7 separate regions of the Mus musculus genome follow, and all the other regions are linked to region 1. A link is a contact called in public promoter capture Hi-C data. All regions are on one chromosome and are shown on one strand. Each heading gives the region's core, a stretch centred on a gene start, on an enhancer-like site or on the middle of the called end of the contact. The rest is flanking DNA. Distances are from core to core; before and after follow the strand shown. Region 1 holds the start of Tmem87b (transmembrane protein 87B). Region 2 holds the start of Pced1a (PC-esterase domain containing 1A). Region 3 holds the start of Snrnp200 (small nuclear ribonucleoprotein 200 (U5)). Region 4 holds the start of Cpxm1 (carboxypeptidase X 1 (M14 family)). Region 5 holds the start of Ciao1 (cytosolic iron-sulfur protein assembly 1). Region 6 holds the start of Astl (astacin-like metalloendopeptidase (M12 family)). Region 7 holds the start of Idh3b (isocitrate dehydrogenase 3 (NAD+) beta).

Region 1 (2,562 bases), core at 46-2,545:
TAATCATCCTGCTTTTTGCAAAAAAAGGCTGCTGACACTACCAGCCTGAGCTACACAGGAAATAAACTCAGCCTGAACAAAGCATATGACAGCTAAAAAAAAAAAAAAAAAAAAAAAAAAATACTGGGCACCTACTCAGAAGAATCTCAAACGCAATGAATACACTGAGCCGGGCCACAGAATGAAGCCTACACTTGAGCCTCTGCAGTTTTGTGTTTGGAAGTATGTGCACCTTCTGATACTACTTTTGGTTGAAGGAATATAAATATAAATGTCACCTTTAGAACTTAGACGCTGTTTCCACACATCCCAAGCAGATCTGGGCGAGTCATCTGACTCTGGACTCAAGACAAGGCCGCTTCCCGATATCCTGTCTCTTTTGCAAGACTTTGCACAATTTGGTCTCTGCCTTCTTCCCACATCATCTCTTAACCATACAGGACGTCAAGTTCTCTAACGGCCTGCCCAGTTACGGAAGTTTTCATCCATCAGACTCGCCCTTTAAACACTCTTAAGCAAACACCCTGTTCCACAGACACGCGCAGAAGTCATGAACACTAAGGAATATACAGAAACTCAAGAAAAATAAGAGAGGCGAGGTGACTTTATGCACGACTGTAGAGCACACTCAATTTATGCTCTAACAGAAAGGCTAGACAAACCTTGTGGCCTTGTGGATGTGGCCCCAGTAGTAGTAACCTAGCCGAAGTATTCGGTCCCAGCGATGCCGCTGGGAATGCAGAGATTGGGGCTCTGAACTGAAGAAACAAAAGCAAGATCTAGAGACACCGTGTCAGGACAGTGAGAGGCGGGTGGAGAGCCTCGCGAGCAGCAACAACATTTGGAAAGGGAAGCCGTCTTAGGAAAGCACAGTGGGACCGCTCTTCCCAGAAGCCTAGGCAGAGGAGGGGGACGCTCCCTTCCCAGAGCCCACTCTAGACAAAAGGCTCAAGAAGCGCGTCAGAGGACCCACCGCTGGTCCCAGAGAGCCCTAGTGAATGTGCCCAAGGCCAGACTGGTCCGCAGGCGGAGCTATCCAGCCAGGGCCCTGGAGCCTAAGAAGCGCCACGCCTCAGTCCCTACAGAGCACTTACGTCATTGACCGTCCTCGTCCAAAGCCCGAGCTCGGGGACTGCGTCCACAGCCGCCGGGACCCAGCACAGGAGACACAGGGCAACTCGCAGCAGCTGGGCCCCGGCGGGCCGGCGGCAGAGGAGGCTGGGAAGGAGGCCAGCCTCAGACCGACAGGCGGCAGCCATCTTGACGCGGACGCCGCACCTGCGCTCCCGGAACCCGGCCACGCCCCGGGGCCGCACCTGGCTCAGCTCCGCCCCTGAAGGGGCGTGCCCACGAGGGGAACGAGAGCACGGGCGTGAATGCGGAGGGGGTCTTGGGCTGAAGCGGATAGGCGCTGTTAGAGGAAATAGGCTCAAACCTGGAGCAGGGCTTCAGGGCCAGGCCTGGAAGGAACCGAGGAAGTGTGGAGGGAAGGGAAGAGAGTCCAGAGGGAAACCCGCCCACGGAGGGGGCGGGGCCTGGGAGGTGGGGCCGGGTGGAGGCGGGGCTGAGAAGGTGGGGCCGGGAGTGGAGGCGGGGCCAAGACCTTAATTGGGGCGGGACTATGGGCACGGGGCGTGGTAGGGAGGCGGGGCCTTCCCGGGAGAAGGGAAGGCGGAACCAAAGTGTGGAGGCGGGACTACAAGATTAAAAGGGCCGAACCTGGGCGGAACTAGAAGCTGCTTTAAGGGGAAGGTTGTGTGTAGAAAGATGGAGGCGGGGAAAAGAACAGGGAGAGGAGGGGGAGGAAAAAGAGGCAGGGCCTTAAGGGAAACTAGAAAGGAAAGACCTGGCTGCAACGCAGTTGAAAGGTCAGCTTGCAGAGCAGGGCCCCGAGGATAATGGGGCACTCTAATGACAAGTTGCAGAAATGAAGATCCTAGTACTTGGGAGGTGGAGGTAGGAGGATCGTGGGAATTCAAAGACAGCCTATAGCCACATAGCAAGCGTGAGACCAGCGTGAGCTGCACAAGCTTGTCTAAAAGCAAAACAAAATACTTGTCAACTAAGGGGAAAAAATTGTTTCGAGAGCAATAGTCAGGTCTCACCAGTAGGTGGCACTAGGAAATTGATGTTTTATATGAATTTGAATCTTTCCTGAAGGTGTTTTTTTAGTCCCGATTAGATTCAGTAGGAGTTACTGTTTATACCTCTAATTTCCTTATTTTAAAATAGTTAACTATTTTTCAAGCACATTTAAGTTCACAGTAAAATCGAGAGGAATGGATCTCTAGAAAGTTCTAATATCGCCCTGGTCACCAGCTTCCTCTGCTAGCAACATTCCACACTACAAGGAGTACCTTTAATAGAGACCATTAAACCAGTAATCAATTCAGAACTGTATCTTACGGCTCATTAAATATCTCACAGAGGTATCGATCTCCGAGTAATAGACTAAACAGGGAGTTTACCTTATTGAAGAGCAAATGGAATATTGAGATGGTCCTGAGGTTAAAGGCACTTGCTGCCAAAGCTGACTACCCACAAGGTCCCAGAAACAGACTC
Region 2 (2,562 bases), core at 35-2,534, 1.6 Mb before region 1:
TGTTTCTGTTATTATTTCAAGACAGGGTCTTACTATGTGGCCCTGTCTGGCCTGAGCTATAGAGCAGGGTGGCCTGAATCTCAGAGTGCTGGGATTAAGAGGCGTGGGCCACCAAAGGCTGACCAACTATTAGGTAACAGGCACTAGCCTAAATATGCATGGGAAATAGAAGTATTCTTAGCCTTCAAGAGCTTAGCACGAGAAACTCATACCAACACTGCCCTCGTGTGCCACATATGATAAGACTCTACAACTGGACCTTTGTGAGGCATAAAAGGATTCTACTGTAGGAAAACCAAGCAGGTCCTGAAAGATGAGCAACATTCTTCAGGGTGATAAAGAGGAAAATAGCAATGCCCATAGAAGCGACTATAGAACTGTGCAAACACAAAGCCATGGAATTGCCTGGTGTGATGAGGTCCTGCAATTAATTCTGTGAAGCTGGTACACCCACGGATTGAGGATGATTGAGGTTAAGTTGGAAACCACTCAGAGAGTGACAAATGTAGGCTGACCAATTGATGAGCGCTCCACAAGCAGTTTGTACTTTATATCTTAAAAAGAAATAAAGCCAACGAGACGGTAACCATTGTAATCACGTTACTAGTTTTAGCCTTGAGAAAGACCCACAGCTAAGGGCACTCCAACCCCGGTGAGTTGCCACTGCCTCGGGTTCCTCATTAATAGTGCCCCAAGACTGAAAAGCGGTTCATCCCCTTTTCTCAGCTTTGGTCAGTACTGTCACCCCGCCCGCTGTGGCGATCCCGCCTTCCTGTGAGAGCCCCTGTGGTCCGACTTCAGCAGTTTCCGGAAGGAGACTGGCACTCGCTGTCGCCGCGGGGCGGCCTCCCTCTACGTGATCTAAGCATCCTTCCGGAGGCCAACAGACCTCGGTTTAGGGGTGGCTTCTCAGCTTGCCTCAGTTGGCGCAAAGGAAGGACCAGATTGCTGCCCCTAAAGTGCGTAAAGTGGCAGACGCTCAGGCGAGCCGCCATAGGGACGGACGCCAGCACGCGTAGTGGCCGGGGCGAGCATTGCTGGCTCTGCCGGGAGGCTCAAGCCAGCAGCAGACAAGCAAGGTAAGCTGGGCTGTGGGACGGAAGGTGGGGCGTCGGGCAGCTCACCTGTAAAAGGCAGAGTCCCCGAGTGGATTCCAGTTCGCAGTGTAACAGTCCATGTCTAGTACAGCTGGCGGCAAGAGTCGCCGAGGAAAAACCCGCCTAGCGCAAGCTCAGGCCGCACTTCCGCTTCCGCCCTTCGGGGTCACGTGACGAGGCCGCCTTAGCGGCCATCAGAACTGTGGGCAAGCTACGCTGAGCTATCGTCCTGCCCTCGGCGCGGCGGCCCGAGTGGACCTAGCCCTGGTTTCTGTCCTCCACAGCGGCCAACCTCGCTGCCTTTCTGACTCCTCCGGCGTTGGGGATCGCATAGGGCGGGACACGGGTGACCGAAAGTGGGAGCCATGAGCATCTGAGGCACAGATGCTGGAGGCGTTGGCTGGACCACCGTAGCGCACGCATGGCGAGCGCTGGGCGTCGAGCTGCGTACCTACAGCTAACCTGGGCACCCGGGCTCTGTGGGGCGGGATCTTTGCAGAACCCACCGCTCTCCAGGGGCATGGGATCATTGACTCTAGATCAGGACATCGCTGCCGAGACGCTGTCGCACGGCACCTGGGCCTGCCCTACTGGCCCGTGAATCCCTGGAGCCCCCGAGAGACTTGGTAACTGGCGCGAGCGGACGAATGCGCACGCGCGGGGCCGCCGTTGACACGTGGCAGGGCAAAGGCGTCTCTGCGCGCGCGAAGCGCTGTAGTCTAAGACTACGGCCCAAGTGACCCTTCTTCCCTCCGAGTGTGATAAAGGCTGCTGCCGTGTTGGGATTCGCCTTGCCGCTCCCACTTTCCTCCCCATTACACAGAGCAGCCAGGGAGGGGCCAGCGCGCATGGGTCATCTTGGAACAGACCGGACCTACCTAGAGTCCCTGCCCTCTGTCAGCTTATTGGCCTCTCCCTGCAGCTGGTGTCAGTGGCAGCATGGTCTTCTGTTTGGAAAACGAGATGCCACACCGCCTGCTGGGAAGCGCCATGGTCCACTTCCATGCCTCAGAAGTCCAGCAGCTGCTACACAACAAGTTCGTGGTCATTTTGGGGGACTCCAGTGAGTGACCACTCTAGGATGACATTTCACCGCCCTGTATCTTCAACCTTTTCTTTGTCTGCACGCCACATCTCCATTTCAGACTTCTCCATCTCTTACTCTGTTTCAGGACACTAGACTGCATTTTTTTCTTTTTTAAATTCCCTATGTACCTTCCCTGGGTGCCCCGGCATATCATTTGTGCACTATTTTTTAGCCCATGAGTGTGGCATCTTTATTTGTTGTTGCCCTTCATGATTTTCTTAAAAGGACCTGTGGGCTATGTTGTGTGTTTTCCTAGGGATGGGACCAACTTAATTTTGCCATTTGGTCTTTGGTCGCTGTACATAAGCTAGAGGAGAGGGAAATAGCTGGAAAGAGCAGAGCTAGGGCTTTAAAATCTCGTCTTTTCTTCTCTAAGCC
Region 3 (2,562 bases), core at 37-2,536, 1.6 Mb after region 1:
TGGGGAGAGAAGCTTGTAACAACATGGTGGAGGTGAATTACAGAGAGGAGATTAACTCAAGTCCTGAAAACAGTCGGGGATGGGGCTGGAGAGAAGAGTCGAGTTGTTCACCCCAGTACTGCTTTCCAAGAGGACCCAAGTTCAGTTCTTAGCCCCACACTGGGTAACTCAAAACCTCCTGTAACTCTAGCTCCAGGGACTCTCAAACCCTCTCTGGCCTCCACACAGGCATCTGCATACGTGTGCACAAACCCACACGAACATACACATGCACGTAATTAAAAATAAAACAGATCTTTTAAAAAGATAACCGGAAGAAAATTAACATCTATGAATCAGAAACGAGTCAGTAAAAGGTATCAATAGATTTTGTTCCACTTCATTACACCTAAATCCAAAGAAGCTCTAAACCTTGGTTGTTGTGCACACACCACTCATCTTCCATATAAACTTGAGTAAAACTACTGCTCTAATGCTAAAGATGGGCTTTACATTAGATGGAAAAATAGCATCCAGCATCCCCTTAGTACTTACTTGGCCCGTCTTTCTTCCTGCATCTGTGGTTTGGTCCGTTGAGCCTTATCTCCCATTCGGGTTCCCTCCAACTTCCCAACCAGGGACAGAACCTCTCCCGTCGGTTCATCCCGGCGGGTCCGGTCAATGAGAGAGCGGTCAGCTTGGAGCACAAGATTTGAGTTCTGAAAAGATCATACTTTATCAAAACTTTGATATGTATAGTTTTGAATCCTGTTATTACAGTGACAGCAGATGATGGGAAAACAGTGGAATAAAAAAAAAATCATGCTCTTAAGAAGAAATAACATAGCATTACACGATGCGCGAGCACTATTGCTGTCTGAGAAGGTGAACGACCAGCGCTCCTAAGAGCATCCACAACAGCCCACATTTGGGTAAAATGTTGGGCACATTGCGGGTAAAGAGAAGAAGGTGCGAGTTTAGCGCTGAGGGGGCTGGGGAAAACCCAACTCCTAAATTCTCAAGCGCCCCAAATTCCACGGGGTTTTTCCTTCGTGTTTTAATCCATCCTTCACCCAGCTCTGATCTCCCGCTCAAGTGTCCGTGGCTGTCCACGACCTCCCCTGTCTGCACCGGTCCTTCGAGACCACACGCACCGCCTTGTACTCGTACTGCAAACTGCGGGCAGTCACATCCGCCATGGCTGCTGATGCTCCGGGAACTCAGGGTTCCACTCTTCTTCACGCTCCGAACCGCTTCAGCGAACCGCCCTGGCACAACAGGTACAACGCAGGACGAACGTAAGGGACGGAGAAAAGAAACGGACTTGCTTCCGCTTCCGGGACGCCCGCTAAACGTGAGACTTTCCGGTTACTAACCACTGCTTCTGGGCGGGGTTTGCGGAGATGTACAGTAGTACATCCGGGTCAAGGATTCCATTGACCGACGAGACACACGCGCGTGCAAATTGTGGTTCCAGGCATCTCTACCTGCGACAGAGCCAAGGCCCAACCCCTAAGCGTATGTTGAAAGTCCCTTTCTGTAATTCTTTTGGTTTCTCATACCAGCCATCCTGTGAGGCAGGCAGACATGCAGGCAAACGGAAACTAAGGGATAAGGAAGCTGAAGGTTCAAGCAAGTTAGCAAGACAGGCATGGTGGCGCATTCCTTTAATCCCAGCACTCGGGAGGCAGAGGTAGTGGATTTCTGAGTTCGAGGCCAGCCTGGTCTACAAAGTGAGTTCCAGGACAGCCAGAGCTACACAGAGAAACCTTGTCTCGAAAAACAAAACAAAACAAACAAAAAACCAAAACAACAACAAAAAGACAAAAAAAAAAAAAAAAAAAAAAAAAGCAAGTTAGCATGTACCTAGTTCTAGTAACCGACTGGATTTCTACCCCAAACCCCTTTCCGCAAGACTCTCCCCTGTGTCAGCTGACTGACGGTAGAGGAAGAACTATTTGTGCCCAATCTTTTGTCACAGCCTGTCAGGACTTTAGGTGTGCGGATTACAGCATATGTATAACTTTGTCCTCCTCAATGTGACACGAATGTTTTACTAAAGAAATATATGAAAAATAAATAATATGTATGGAATTACTATTCAGTTTTATTCAGCAGTAGTGGTACCTTTTATGTAAAGGTGGTATTTAGTCTTTTCATAATTCTCTACACAACACTGAAAGCAAAACAGTGAGTTCTGCTTTCCCTTGATATTTAATAAGCACGAGTGAACCTTAAGTCTGTGTCCTAATCCACCCAGCCATTTTGCTGGCAATTTTTTTTTATTGTTTGGTTTATCATTTACATTTTATTCTATGTAGATAGGTGTTTGGGCTACATGTATGTTTGTGTATCATTACATGCAGACTTCCACGAAGTCCAAAAGAGGGTGTCAGATCCCCTGAGACTGGAGCTGCAGATAGGTTGTGAGTTGCCATGTGTGTGGAGGGGTTGGAACCCAGGTCTTCTCAAAGAGCAGCCAGTGTTCATAACCATTAAGCCATCTCTCTAGCCCTTATCTGGTTTTTGAGAAAAGATCTCCTGGAGTCCAGGCAGGCTTCAAACTTGCTATCCAGAGACTTC
Region 4 (2,562 bases), core at 17-2,516, 1.6 Mb before region 1:
TACCTTCCCCAAGTTGCCTTTTGTCCGAGTATTTTGTCACAGCATCAGAAAGGACAGTAGAACATGGTGTCTTCCTTAAACTTCTCTATGCCTATCTGGTGAGCTGAGCCTAGCACTGCTTCTTAGGTGGGAGCACCAAAACGGGACTTGGACATGTATGGGTCCTCCGTGATCACTCCCTTCTCAGAGTTCTCTGACCCTCCTGGAGTGCCATAGTTGGGCTAGATGACAGGGCTTACTCCTTTGCAGTGGTCCCTATAGGAGGTGGCCTCAGTTCAGGAGCCCCACACCTGGCCCCACGCATTTCCACCAGGCTCTGGTTCTGCTGCAGAACCAGAAAGGTGGTTCTGAAAGGTGCAGGCTTGACTTGAGGTTATTCAGCTCATTTACATAGACACTTCTTGGGGGACTACAGCGAAGGCAGAGCAAGCACCAGTGGCACAGGCCTTTCTTTGGGGCAGGTGACTCCGGTGTGGGGAGAATCTAGAGGGGTCCTGGGGAAAACAGGTCAGAGAACTCCTGGAGGAGGATGGGAGGAGGAGGGGAAGGAGGTGGATCGAGAAGTGCGGGAATCCCATTAAGACTAGACTTGGTCTCACGGTTCTTGACGCCAGCCCTCTGGTTATCAGCTCTGGCTGCCTTCCTCGAGTTATGTAACCCCAAAACGTGGCAGCCCCGGGAGGGAAAAAGAGAGGAGGCGGGTCGGAGAGGAAGCGCCGCCTCTCTTTGCACCCACAGTTTGTTTTTGGGTTTAATGGAGGACCCCTCACCCCCACAACGCAACCCTAGCCTTCCACCCCCACTGCTCTCCTGCGGTCTTTCCCCGTTGCCCTACCCACCCCAGCAAGGCACCCTAAGTTCTGGATGGATTTTCCTCTCAAGTTGTAGTTTCCAAAGCCCCCAGCTTTTGTTACCTTGGCCACGTCAACAAGGCCCAATGCAAGCTTCAGTTTATCAGCCTGCAAACTGAAGTTTGACTAAGATTCAGACCACGTGCAGAGCGCCTTGCATAGGTGCCTGCAGATGGGATAGGCGCGCGCAGTCGAACAGAATGTGCGGTGACTTTGCAGCCTGTGTAGGGCCGGACACCGGTGAGGCTGCGACATTGGGTCTCTGGACCCCAGCCCGCCGCCCTCCCCCCCCCCCGGGGGTCCTCGCGGTTCACCAGAGTCAGCCGCCCCCGGGGGATGTCGCGGCTCTCCGCAGCCCTCCCCCTCCTAGGGTGTCGGATTCCAGAGAGTGGCTGTGGGCGGGCCGGAGGCTGCAGAGGGGCGTGGGGCGGTGGAGGGCGGGCGAGCAGGAAGGGGCGGGGGGCTCCGCAGACGCCCGCAGGAAGAAGAGAACCCACCAAGAACCTCGGCACAGCGCGCTCGTCGACCCTTCCCGCTATGTGGGGTCTCTTGCTCGCAGTGACCGCCTTTGCGCCTTCCGTCGGTCTGGGGCTGGGGGCTCCCAGCGCCTCAGTGCCGGGCCTGGCGCCGGGCTCAACCCTGGCTCCACACAGCAGCGTTGCACAGCCGTCCACAAAGGCAAATGGTGAGCTCTGGGTCCCATGGTCGGCTGCTGGGCAGGTCAGACCCACTCCCCCAGCTGGGTCCTCCAGCTCGCCCTGTGAACGGGGACAAGCACAGCCCAGTGCAATGGCTGCTGAGTCAGCAGCCCCATCCTGGCCAGACCTAGTCAGCAGTCTTAGGGCAGGCCCAGCGGGATGCTGGCTGCCCCAACTCCAGCCTGCCTTCTTCACAAATGAAATTTGAGGCCAGAATCTGGAAAGGTGAAGAGACACCAGACTAAAAGGGGACAAGCCTATGCAGGATGGTGTGTAAGGCCATGGACTGGAGGGGAAAAGACAGGGAGTGAGGCTGCCTGGAGGAAAGATCACTGCCTCGTGATGGGCGCAGGCAGACTGTCTGGCTTCCCAACTTCTTCCTTAGTTAGGAGCTCTGAGGCCAGCAGGTAGGCCAAGCACGGACTTCATTCAGGAAAAGACCCGAGGCTTAGTCTGAAGATAAGGAAGGCTTGGAGGTTGATGAGAGTAGATGCAAGATTAGAGACAGGAGGTAGTATTACCGAAGAGGACGGACCAGAGCAAGGCCTGGAGGTTAAAAACTAACTTCAGACCTTCAGAGTGACCAGTCTCTAATGGCTCAGTGTTGCTCTCCCCTGAATCAGGGAGTCAGAGGGGACGTGAGCCAAAGATGTTGTGTTAAGAAGGAAAAACTGAAGAAATGACTAAAAGAGGCAGGTGGAGTTAGGAAACAGGTCTTGTGTGCTGTGCTAGGATGTCAGTAATTGTTGTAGGTGTCACATATGCCCAAATGCCTTCTTGGGCTAGCAGACCTTTCCGTCTGGGTTTCATGACATTCTTCTCTTCTTTGGTACATTGTCCCCTGGTACCCTAGAGACCTCAGAACGGCATGTCCGGCTTCGAGTCATCAAGAAAAAAAAGATCGTTGTCAAGAAGCGAAAGAAGCTAAGGCACCCTGGTCCCTTGGGGACTGCTAGGCCTGTGGTGCCCACTCACCCAGCAAAGACCCTCACTCTCCCTGAGAAACAAGAACC
Region 5 (2,562 bases), core at 45-2,544, 1.6 Mb after region 1:
GAGGCTAATTGTAATACCTGACAAACACCCTTTTTTCTTCTACCTACCTCTGGCAGAAACCTAAAATAGCAGCAGTTTGGATTAGCATGACGGTGAGGAGTAGGTGCTTGGCTGAATAACATCAAAATTAATGAGAGGCTAGACCCCCAAACAGAGCCACCTGGTGGGCATGAACACCAAGCAAGAATGGGGCTGTTTCCTTTGACAAATGACTGCCTCTGGCTATCTATACTTCAGCCAGCCTCATATCTGTTCTGCACCGCCCCTCAAGCCAAGAGAGCAGGAGCTCAGCGCTCTCACCTTTTAGCAGATCCGGGTTTACATAGCCCAGCACGTCCGAGACCCCCAGCTCCTGGCGGGAACAGGTGCCTCCATGGATGTGCAACCAAGCGGGCTCCGCGAGGGCAGTGCACAGCGCTGTGATGGACAGGGCGCCAGGCAGGGCCGAGGCCAGGCTCCGCTCCGGCTGCTTGGGAAGAGCGCTGCTTCCCGGGCTTCTCCGCCGGCGCCCTCCCGGCAGCCCGGCACCTCCAGGGGCATACATGCCCGGGGCTGCCCGCTGTAGCTCTGCGGTCGTTGGTGGTGGCCGCCGACCTCAGCGGGGCGCGCAGAGCCTGTCTGTACCCAGGTGGAGAGCAACGCAATGGGCGGCTGGCCCGGAGCTGTCAGGGCCCGCACCAGAGACTGCGGGGTGGGACCCAGGGCTGAGCACAGACCAAAGGACTGCGGGAATTCGGGGGGCGGGGACCGAGGGCTCTGGATGAGGGGTGCTGGATCAGGGCTCGGAGATGGCAGGGGACTACATTGGCTGTAGACATGCCAGGATGAACGGGCGGAGGTACTGGGGGGCCGGGGGAGGGGATCGGCTACTGGCAAGGGGACCGGAGGAGACTTGGACCAGGGTTATCAGACAGAGGGGTGCTGAGGGGCGGAGGATGCAGCTGGGCCGCCGAGATCGGGAATCCGCACTTTGGGGTGCGACCTAAGCCTCAGTAACCCTCCCTACTCTAGTCCCTGCTCCTCACCGGTCAGCAGGCCTCAGGGCTGGGATGGCGCCGCTCCGCCCGGTCACAGGCTTCTTAGCTGCCCGGGCCAAACGATCCCAGGCCCCAAACCCGCAACGCCCAGACGGACCCTGGCCGATGCACTTCCGGCTTCCTCCAACCCCACCCCACCCCCGCCTCCTTCTTCTCCGGCCCTCCGCCCTGCCCTCCGTGCGCGTCACTGTGTGCGCGCGCCGCTTGTTCTTGCGCAGGGCATCAGGGTACTGGTAGTTCCGGACTGTCCCGCGAGGCTTCCAGTTACGGAGGATGAGGGGAGTGACTACAAGTCCCAGAAGGTCACGCGGCGTCAACAGCGGGCACGTCAATTCCTAGGGCGACATATTTTGCAGAAGCTGTACATCTGACGGTCTCAAGGTTCTATAGTGCCCAGCGCGTTTGGCGCGTTGCTTCTCTCGGTGTGCTCTCCTTACCCTAAAACAGTCGCCATGAAAGATTCTCTGGTACTGCAGAGCCGCGTCCCGGCGCACCCGGATTCCCGCTGCTGGTTCCTGGCCTGGAACCCCTCGGGGACCCTGTTGGCTTCCTGCGGAGGCGACCGTAAAATTCGCATCTGGGGCACCGAGGGTAAGGCCTGGCTTGGCTTTGTGGCCCTGGTGCCGAGGAAAACACTACTCTGAAAAGTGTCGGGGAAGGAGTGTGCCAGCGTCAACAGAGGCTGGAATTGTTGCGGGAACTGGGATATTTGCTGCGGGAACTGGGATATTTGCTGAGGTAGAAAAATGAGGAAAGTCGCCTGAAGAGCAGTTTAACAGTTTCAGAATCTTGATCGGTTGCATCGTAGTAATAATGGTGACTGACTTTGTCCCAGCAACAGGGTCCCACTTAAAGTACTACTTAGTGAATGGCATCGATGGCGCTCCAAAGCCTAGCCTGTTCTCTGCTTGCAGGTGACAGCTGGATTTGCAAGTCTGTCCTTTCTGAAGGCCATCAGCGCACCGTTAGGAAAGTGGCCTGGTCCCCGTGTGGAAATTACCTGGCATCTGCCAGCTTTGATGCCACCACTTGTATTTGGAAGAAGAACCAGGATGACTTTGAGGTAAACAGGTTGGATGGGAGCAGTTTATTACCTGTTTGCACCCCAGGGCTTGGTCATATTAGTTACAGCCTTAACTTAATTTCTACACTATAGAAATAGTAGCTGAGTATGGTAGTTCATGACTGTAATGCCAGCATTTGGGACACTGAAGCAGGATGATTGCTGTAAGTCCACCAAGGTCATCCTGCTATAGAATGAAACCCTTTCTCAAACAACAACAAAACTGCTCTCTTAGATATTTTACTAGGGCTTAGGACTCTTAGCTGCCATTAACTCAATATCCTTTCCCTTTCCAGTGTGTGACCACTCTTGAGGGCCATGAAAATGAGGTCAAGTCAGTGGCTTGGGCCCCATCTGGCAACCTCTTGGCTACCTGCAGCAGAGATAAGAGCGTGTGGGTCTGGGAAGGTGAGTCTAGGTGCCTCTGGGTACAGCAGGAAACCAGCTCGCTGGCTTTCAGCT
Region 6 (2,562 bases), core at 44-2,543, 1.5 Mb after region 1:
CTGCCAACATTTCAGCCCATGATGACGCCAAGATCTGAATTCATTTCCATTGCCAACAACTTCAGCCCAATGCGTCTGTGTTCCTCATGTCCGAGATCCCCAGACAAAGATGCCCTGAGCCACAGACTTCTTTGTTCCTTAACAATCCACCCCACTTGGCCAGGTCACGCTTACACACCGCTACTTACAGAGAGATTGACATGCTCTCAAATATCGACTGATGATTTTACTCAAGTCCCAAGCCGAGAGAACACCAGTGCTCTTATCAGATCATTCTAAAGACATTTACAGTATCTCATATAAAAAATATTAACCAGCAAAAGAATACAGAAAAACAGACAAGCATTTCCTCATGAAACTTGATTTCCCTGCATGCATGGGGACATTTCCTCTCAATCTTTTCCGCATGTCCACATTCAGCATGGCTTTGGAGTGTGGCCCCGTGTTCTCACCTTGGTTAATTGCGGGGATGTCCTTGTCCTGAAATACCGGGCTTCCCTCAGGAGTGAAGCCTTCTGGAACACTGGTACTGCAGACTCCAGAACATCTGGATGCTGAGGGTGCTCCCATGCTCAAACCTGGCTCAGGAAGACAAGTGCAGACATATAGATGCCCCCGGGACTCCACTGTGAGCCGGGACAGCAGGCAGCAAAATCCAGCCCCTTCCAGGAGAGGCCACCCAGGATGCATTCCTGAAGCCTGCCTGGCTATCTCACTCATCATACCTGGTGACAAGGCCTAGATGCCTTCAGTGAAGGAGATCCCTTTAAGGGACTAACACTTGGCTCAGAAAGGCTAGGGCAGCCAATATGAGGCAGAAAAGAGGCACAGTAGACTTTAAATCTTCAGGCAGCACCAGAATCAAGGCTGGCCTCAGACCCTACTCTTGAACATTTCTCTCCACTCAGGCTGAGTGCCTGCTGCCCCAGCCAGGCTAGAAACTGGCTTACCTTAAAACAAGTAGGTATATGGTATGACACTTGGCAATCTGCTGTTAGGTGGGCCCTCTCTACTCCTACAAGTATCAGGAGGCCTCCTCCTTGGTTCCCAGGGGCTCACTCATAGGTACAACCCTACAACGCCATGTTGGAGCTGTGAAACTAAGTTAAGATTATCTTAAGCCACAGCTGCAGCCTCTGGCCTCTTCCCAATGTCCCAGAGACTGGAGCCAGCTTACCTAGCAAGGAGAGCATAGTTAATATCCAAGGCCACAGGCTTCCCATGATACCCATGGTGGGTCCTCACTGCCCTCTTGGCAAGCAACACACAGAAATGTGGCAGGGAAAGGCCTCCTTAACTCAGGGACTCTACCATCCACCCCCTTTAATAGGGGCTTCTCCAGCCCACACCTGCAGCCTCCCAACCACCTCCACCTGCAGTTCCTCCCAACAACTATCACCTGAAGACCTGCCCAGTCTTACCAGAGGACTCTACCCCTGTCCCCAGCCTGAGCCTTCTGGACCATAGTCCCATCCATCTTGGCTGAAGTGGGTAAAAAGTGGGCCGGGGACACAAAACAAATCCTTAGGATACCCTTGAGCAGGGTAGCTTCCCTGAGATTCCCCCTCCTGCCACCAGAGGGCAGAGAAGCATTGCAGCCTCATGTAGTTCATGACTTGGATTGAGATCCAGTCACTAAAAGGGGGCTTTCCTTTTCCTGTTCCACCAACTACCGGAGGGTTCAGACCCAGAAAATCTGCTGGGAAACTCAAGGCACCTCTCCCTATGTGGTCACCATACCCGTATAATCTCTCCCCTCCCCCCTCCCCTCCTCTATTTATACGAGAAAGGGTCTCATTAAGTAGCTTTGGCTGTCCTGGAACTCAGTATGTAGACCAGGCTGGCCTCAAACTCAGAGAGATCTGCCTGCTGCCTGTGTCTACCTCCTGAGTGCTGGGATTAAAGGCATGTGTCACTATGCCCAGCTATAAGCTTTTATTTCAGAAGCCATATAGGAAAGTACACAGGTTGCAAGACTCTGAGAAACTTCACACTGAACACCAGCATCATCAGCACCCAGAGACGCCCCCCACTGCAGAGGGGACACTTTTGAACTCTTAGACGCTCATATGACTGTGGTCCTTCCAATGCCACTGCCCACTGACATGATCGGCCAGGGCCCCTTCCCATTTCACTAATTCAAAATACAAAGCTCCCAGACTTTCTTCCTTTACATCCTGCCATCCAGAGACCCGGCCTGGATGGACAGCCTGGAACATACCAAGTCCACCCCCATGTTCAGTAAAGGAAAGCCAGAGCTCCACAAGGACCTGTTGGCATTCTTGCTGAGCCTGGGGCAAACATCTCTCAAGAAGTAGAAGCTAGAGCCAGACAGAGGGGCTATAATAAAAGCAGATGCTGCTGATGCCTGAGCAGAATCTAGACTGGTTTCCAGGAATCCGATGGATATGCTAATTATCTTGACCAGCAGACTCATTCCTTCACAGTGCTTATATATGTCAAAGCTTGTCAAGTACCTTAAACACTCCATTTTTTTCCCATTAAAAAAGAAGATGCCAGGGGTGGTGGCGCACCCCTTTAATCCCAGGATGTGGGAGGCAG
Region 7 (2,562 bases), core at 31-2,530, 1.5 Mb before region 1:
TGTTTTGTCCCAACAATGATAAAAGTAATTGATACAAGTCCATTAGGCAGGCATGGGGTACACGCCTTTAATCCTAGCACTTAGAAAGCAAAGAGGCAGGTGGATCTCTCTGAGTTCCAGGTCAGCCTGGTCTACATAGGAAGTTATAGGTCAACCAGGGATATAAAGAGAGATCCTGTCTCAACAAAACATACATGCCTGTTCTGATACACTTTCCGTGTAGCACTCAATAAATTATATGAGATACTCAACATTCTATTATAAAATAGACACTGGGTTTAGCAATCTAATGGAGTTTTGAGAGGAGATGATATAGAGGACCCGCCCCCCATCCAGGATCCCTGGGGACATAACTAAGCAGCTAAATCAATGTCAGTAACTCTTTATTTCCAGAAGTAGTGGGAGAGAAACTATCAGCTATCATGATGAATGAGTTTTCTGTTTACTGCATGAGAACAAATTCATGAGTGAAACACACACAGATCTATAATCAAACTATTGAAAACACACCATTTCACCTGTAATACATACATGGCTAGAGGTGCCCTGCAGGATAGTTATAATCTTCATCATATGTACAAAGGAGAATGTACAGGGATATACACAGCAATGTTGCTGAGAAGAGCCCAAATCAGATTTCATACTAGGTATCTGCCTATTTAAGAAAGGATTAAGCAATTTAGTAAATTTAAATTATAGCATACTATACAGTGGAGCAAAAGAATTAGCTTTTATTTTTCAGCTTCTTTTTTTTTTTTTCCAGGATGTGGTGGTGCACACCTTTAATTCCAGCACTTGGGAGGTGGAGGCAGGCGGGTCTATGAGTTTGAGGCCAGCCTGGTCTACAGAGCTACCTCATCAACTCCAAGTTAGTTTTCTTATCATAACCAGTTTTCTTTGTAATCTGAATTATTTTACCTATTTAAAAGAATTCTAAGTGACTAACAGTGAGTACTAGTTAAGAGAATAACGCATAACAGAACATTCAAACATTCACAAATTCCCAAGACTTCTCAACTTATTGTTAAACTCACATCCTTGTTCAATACTTGGCCATATATATTTGGATGTTGTTTTGAATTTTCAAGAGAAATTAAATCTGACGAGTGAAAACAAAGCAAACAGACAAACTGGTTGTGTGTCCTGTGACCCTACATTACCAAACAGAAGGAGAGAACTCAAGTGAATCCGTACACACCGCCGATTGGTACGGGAGAAAGAACCGCCAAGCTCGCCAGGGCTGACAGGAAGTCCAGCTCCCACGACCGCGCTCGCTTCCGGCGTCACTTCCCCCGCGACTTCCTCGGCCGAACATGGCAGCGCTGAGCAATGTCCGCTGGCTGACCCGAGTGAGGCCCGGGACGACCTGAGCGGAGGGTGGGCGGGAGAACAGAGGGTTTGTCCGCGGTTTCCAAAAGAAGGCAAGGTCATCGCGGTGTAAGGGGCCGCGGTGTCCCCGATCTGACCTTGTGTCTGTCGCAGGCGGTGCTCGCCGCTCGGAACTCCGGGGCATGGAGAGGTCTCGGAACATCTACGGCTCACGCCGCTTCCCAGAGCCAGGTACGCTTGAGTCCAGCTTCGTTCTCGCCCATCCTTGTCGCCTCCTTGCCGCTCCCCTGGGTTTCCCCTCCCCACCTCTTTCCCTCTGACTCCCACTTCTGCCCCTGCTCCATCTCTGCTGGCCCCACTCACAGGCACAAGATGTGAGGGTGGAGGGTGCCTTTCCTGTGACCATGCTGCCTGGAGACGGCGTGGGGCCAGAGCTCATGCATGCTGTCAAGGAAGTGTTCAAGGTGAATAGCCCGGGGCGGGGGATGGGTGGCGGATCAGGCTACAGGGATGGATGGGTTGTTGGAAAGTTCAGACCTGACCCAGCCCTGTGCTTGGACTTATCCCTGAAGGCTGCTGCTGTCCCTGTGGAATTTAAGGAGCATCATCTGAGCGAGGTGCAGAATATGGCTTCTGAGGAGAAGCTGGAGCAGGTGCTGAGTTCCATGAAGGAGAACAAAGTTGCCATCATTGGTTTGTATGGCACTCTGTCATTTAAGAGCAGTGTTCATAAAGCCCCTCTCTCTGCAGTGTGTATATATCAGTTTTCCAGACTGGCCTCTACTGACATTTAGGAATTTGTTTCTTCTCAGTGGCAAACCAGGAGTTAGTGATGTCAGGAAGGGGTTGGGACCTGCTGAGGCTGTGTCACCGGGGTCAGACCCTGTTAGTTGTGTCTGCGTGCCCATTCTTTTTTGGTTTGTTCATTTATTGTTTGTTGTTGTTGTTGTTGTTGTTGTTAGTTTTTCCAGGTAGGGTTTCTCTGTGTAGCCCCGGCTGTTCTGGAACTCTCTGTAGACCAGGCTGGACTCGAACTCACAGAGATCTGCCTGCCTCTGCCTCTCTGCTCTCTGCCTCTGCCTCCCAAGGGCTGAGATTAAAGGCACGGCCACCCTAACCCAGTGTGCGCTGATCATTCTAACCACTCCATTTCTTCTCTTGTGCTGTTTTATTCCCCATATTGGATTTTTAAAAATTTATTTATTTATTTATTTATTTAGCTTGTAGGTTTCC

Evidence for each region. Promoter capture Hi-C pulls out the DNA fragments that hold promoters and counts their contacts. Capture Hi-C pulls out chosen DNA fragments and counts their contacts.
Region 2: a promoter capture Hi-C map of liver shows a contact between it and region 1, with 3 times the contacts expected there. The contact joins the promoter of Pced1a here to the promoter of Tmem87b in region 1. A contact is called at or near these places in 1 of 39 promoter capture datasets (erythroid cells), 1 of 484 Hi-C or Micro-C datasets (CD4 T cells) and 2 of 9 other capture datasets (adipose tissue and liver).
Region 3: a contact with region 1 is called in a promoter capture Hi-C map of liver, with 5 times the contacts expected there. The contact joins the promoter of Snrnp200 here to the promoter of Tmem87b in region 1. A contact is called at or near these places in 4 of 39 promoter capture datasets (hippocampal neurons, liver and pre-B cells), 2 of 484 Hi-C or Micro-C datasets (both in cortical neurons), 1 of 115 datasets of contacts at active chromatin or transcription factors (embryonic forebrain) and 1 of 9 other capture datasets (adipose tissue).
Region 4: a contact with region 1 is called in a promoter capture Hi-C map of cranial neural crest. The contact joins the promoter of Cpxm1 here to the promoter of Tmem87b in region 1. A contact is called at or near these places in 2 of 39 promoter capture datasets (cranial neural crest and liver).
Region 5: a contact with region 1 is called in a promoter capture Hi-C map of adipose tissue, with 2.8 times the contacts expected there. The contact joins the promoter of Ciao1 here to the promoter of Tmem87b in region 1. A contact is called at or near these places in 4 of 39 promoter capture datasets (the 3T3-L1 cell line, hippocampal neurons, liver and 1 more), 2 of 115 datasets of contacts at active chromatin or transcription factors (astrocytes and embryonic stem cells) and 3 of 9 other capture datasets (adipose tissue, embryonic tail and liver).
Region 6: a contact with region 1 is called in a promoter capture Hi-C map of hippocampal neurons, with 6 times the contacts expected there. The contact joins the promoter of Astl here to the promoter of Tmem87b in region 1. A contact is called at or near these places in 5 of 39 promoter capture datasets (hippocampal neurons, liver, neutrophils and 1 more).
Region 7: a contact with region 1 is called in a promoter capture Hi-C map of liver, with 3 times the contacts expected there. The contact joins the promoter of Idh3b here to the promoter of Tmem87b in region 1. A contact is called at or near these places in 5 of 39 promoter capture datasets (the C10 cell line, cranial neural crest, erythroid cells and 1 more) and 1 of 484 Hi-C or Micro-C datasets (embryonic stem cells).

Annotation. Positions count from the first base shown.
Region 1 is chr2:128,817,036-128,819,597 of GRCm38.p6, reverse strand. It overlaps Tmem87b (transmembrane protein 87B), which reads right to left and starts at 1,295. Exons shown (of 19, transcript NM_001355629.1): 1 at 1,095-1,295. The coding sequence starts at 1,259.
Region 2 is chr2:130,423,010-130,425,571 of GRCm38.p6, reverse strand. It overlaps Pced1a (PC-esterase domain containing 1A), which reads left to right and starts at 1,284. Exons shown (of 7, transcript NM_178762.4): 1 at 1,284-2,160. The coding sequence starts at 2,037. Vps16 (VSP16 CORVET/HOPS core subunit) reads right to left here and starts at 1,252. Exons shown (of 24, transcript NM_030559.3): 1 at 1,125-1,252. The coding sequence starts at 1,177.
Region 3 is chr2:127,207,110-127,209,671 of GRCm38.p6, reverse strand. Snrnp200 (small nuclear ribonucleoprotein 200 (U5)) reads right to left here and starts at 1,286. Exons shown (of 45, transcript NM_177214.5): 1 at 1,134-1,286; 2 at 535-698. The coding sequence starts at 1,178. It overlaps 1810024B03Rik (RIKEN cDNA 1810024B03 gene), which reads left to right and starts at 1,392. Exons shown (of 2, transcript NM_198630.2): 1 at 1,392-1,497.
Region 4 is chr2:130,396,333-130,398,894 of GRCm38.p6, reverse strand. It overlaps Cpxm1 (carboxypeptidase X 1 (M14 family)), which reads left to right and starts at 1,266. Exons shown (of 14, transcript NM_019696.2): 1 at 1,266-1,536; 2 at 2,403-2,562. The coding sequence starts at 1,389.
Region 5 is chr2:127,246,548-127,249,109 of GRCm38.p6, reverse strand. Ciao1 (cytosolic iron-sulfur protein assembly 1) reads left to right here and starts at 1,294. Exons shown (of 7, transcript NM_025296.4): 1 at 1,294-1,628; 2 at 1,952-2,100; 3 at 2,397-2,508. The coding sequence starts at 1,490. It overlaps Tmem127 (transmembrane protein 127), which reads right to left and starts at 1,162. Exons shown (of 4, transcript NM_175145.4): 1 at 1,026-1,162; 2 at 301-618. The coding sequence starts at 544.
Region 6 is chr2:127,340,367-127,342,928 of GRCm38.p6, reverse strand. It overlaps Astl (astacin-like metalloendopeptidase (M12 family)), which reads right to left and starts at 1,293. Exons shown (of 9, transcript NM_001291003.1): 1 at 1,178-1,293; 2 at 453-578. The coding sequence starts at 1,232.
Region 7 is chr2:130,283,169-130,285,730 of GRCm38.p6, reverse strand. It overlaps Idh3b (isocitrate dehydrogenase 3 (NAD+) beta), which reads left to right and starts at 1,280. Exons shown (of 12, transcript NM_130884.4): 1 at 1,280-1,349; 2 at 1,483-1,560; 3 at 1,695-1,793; 4 at 1,902-2,022. The coding sequence starts at 1,314.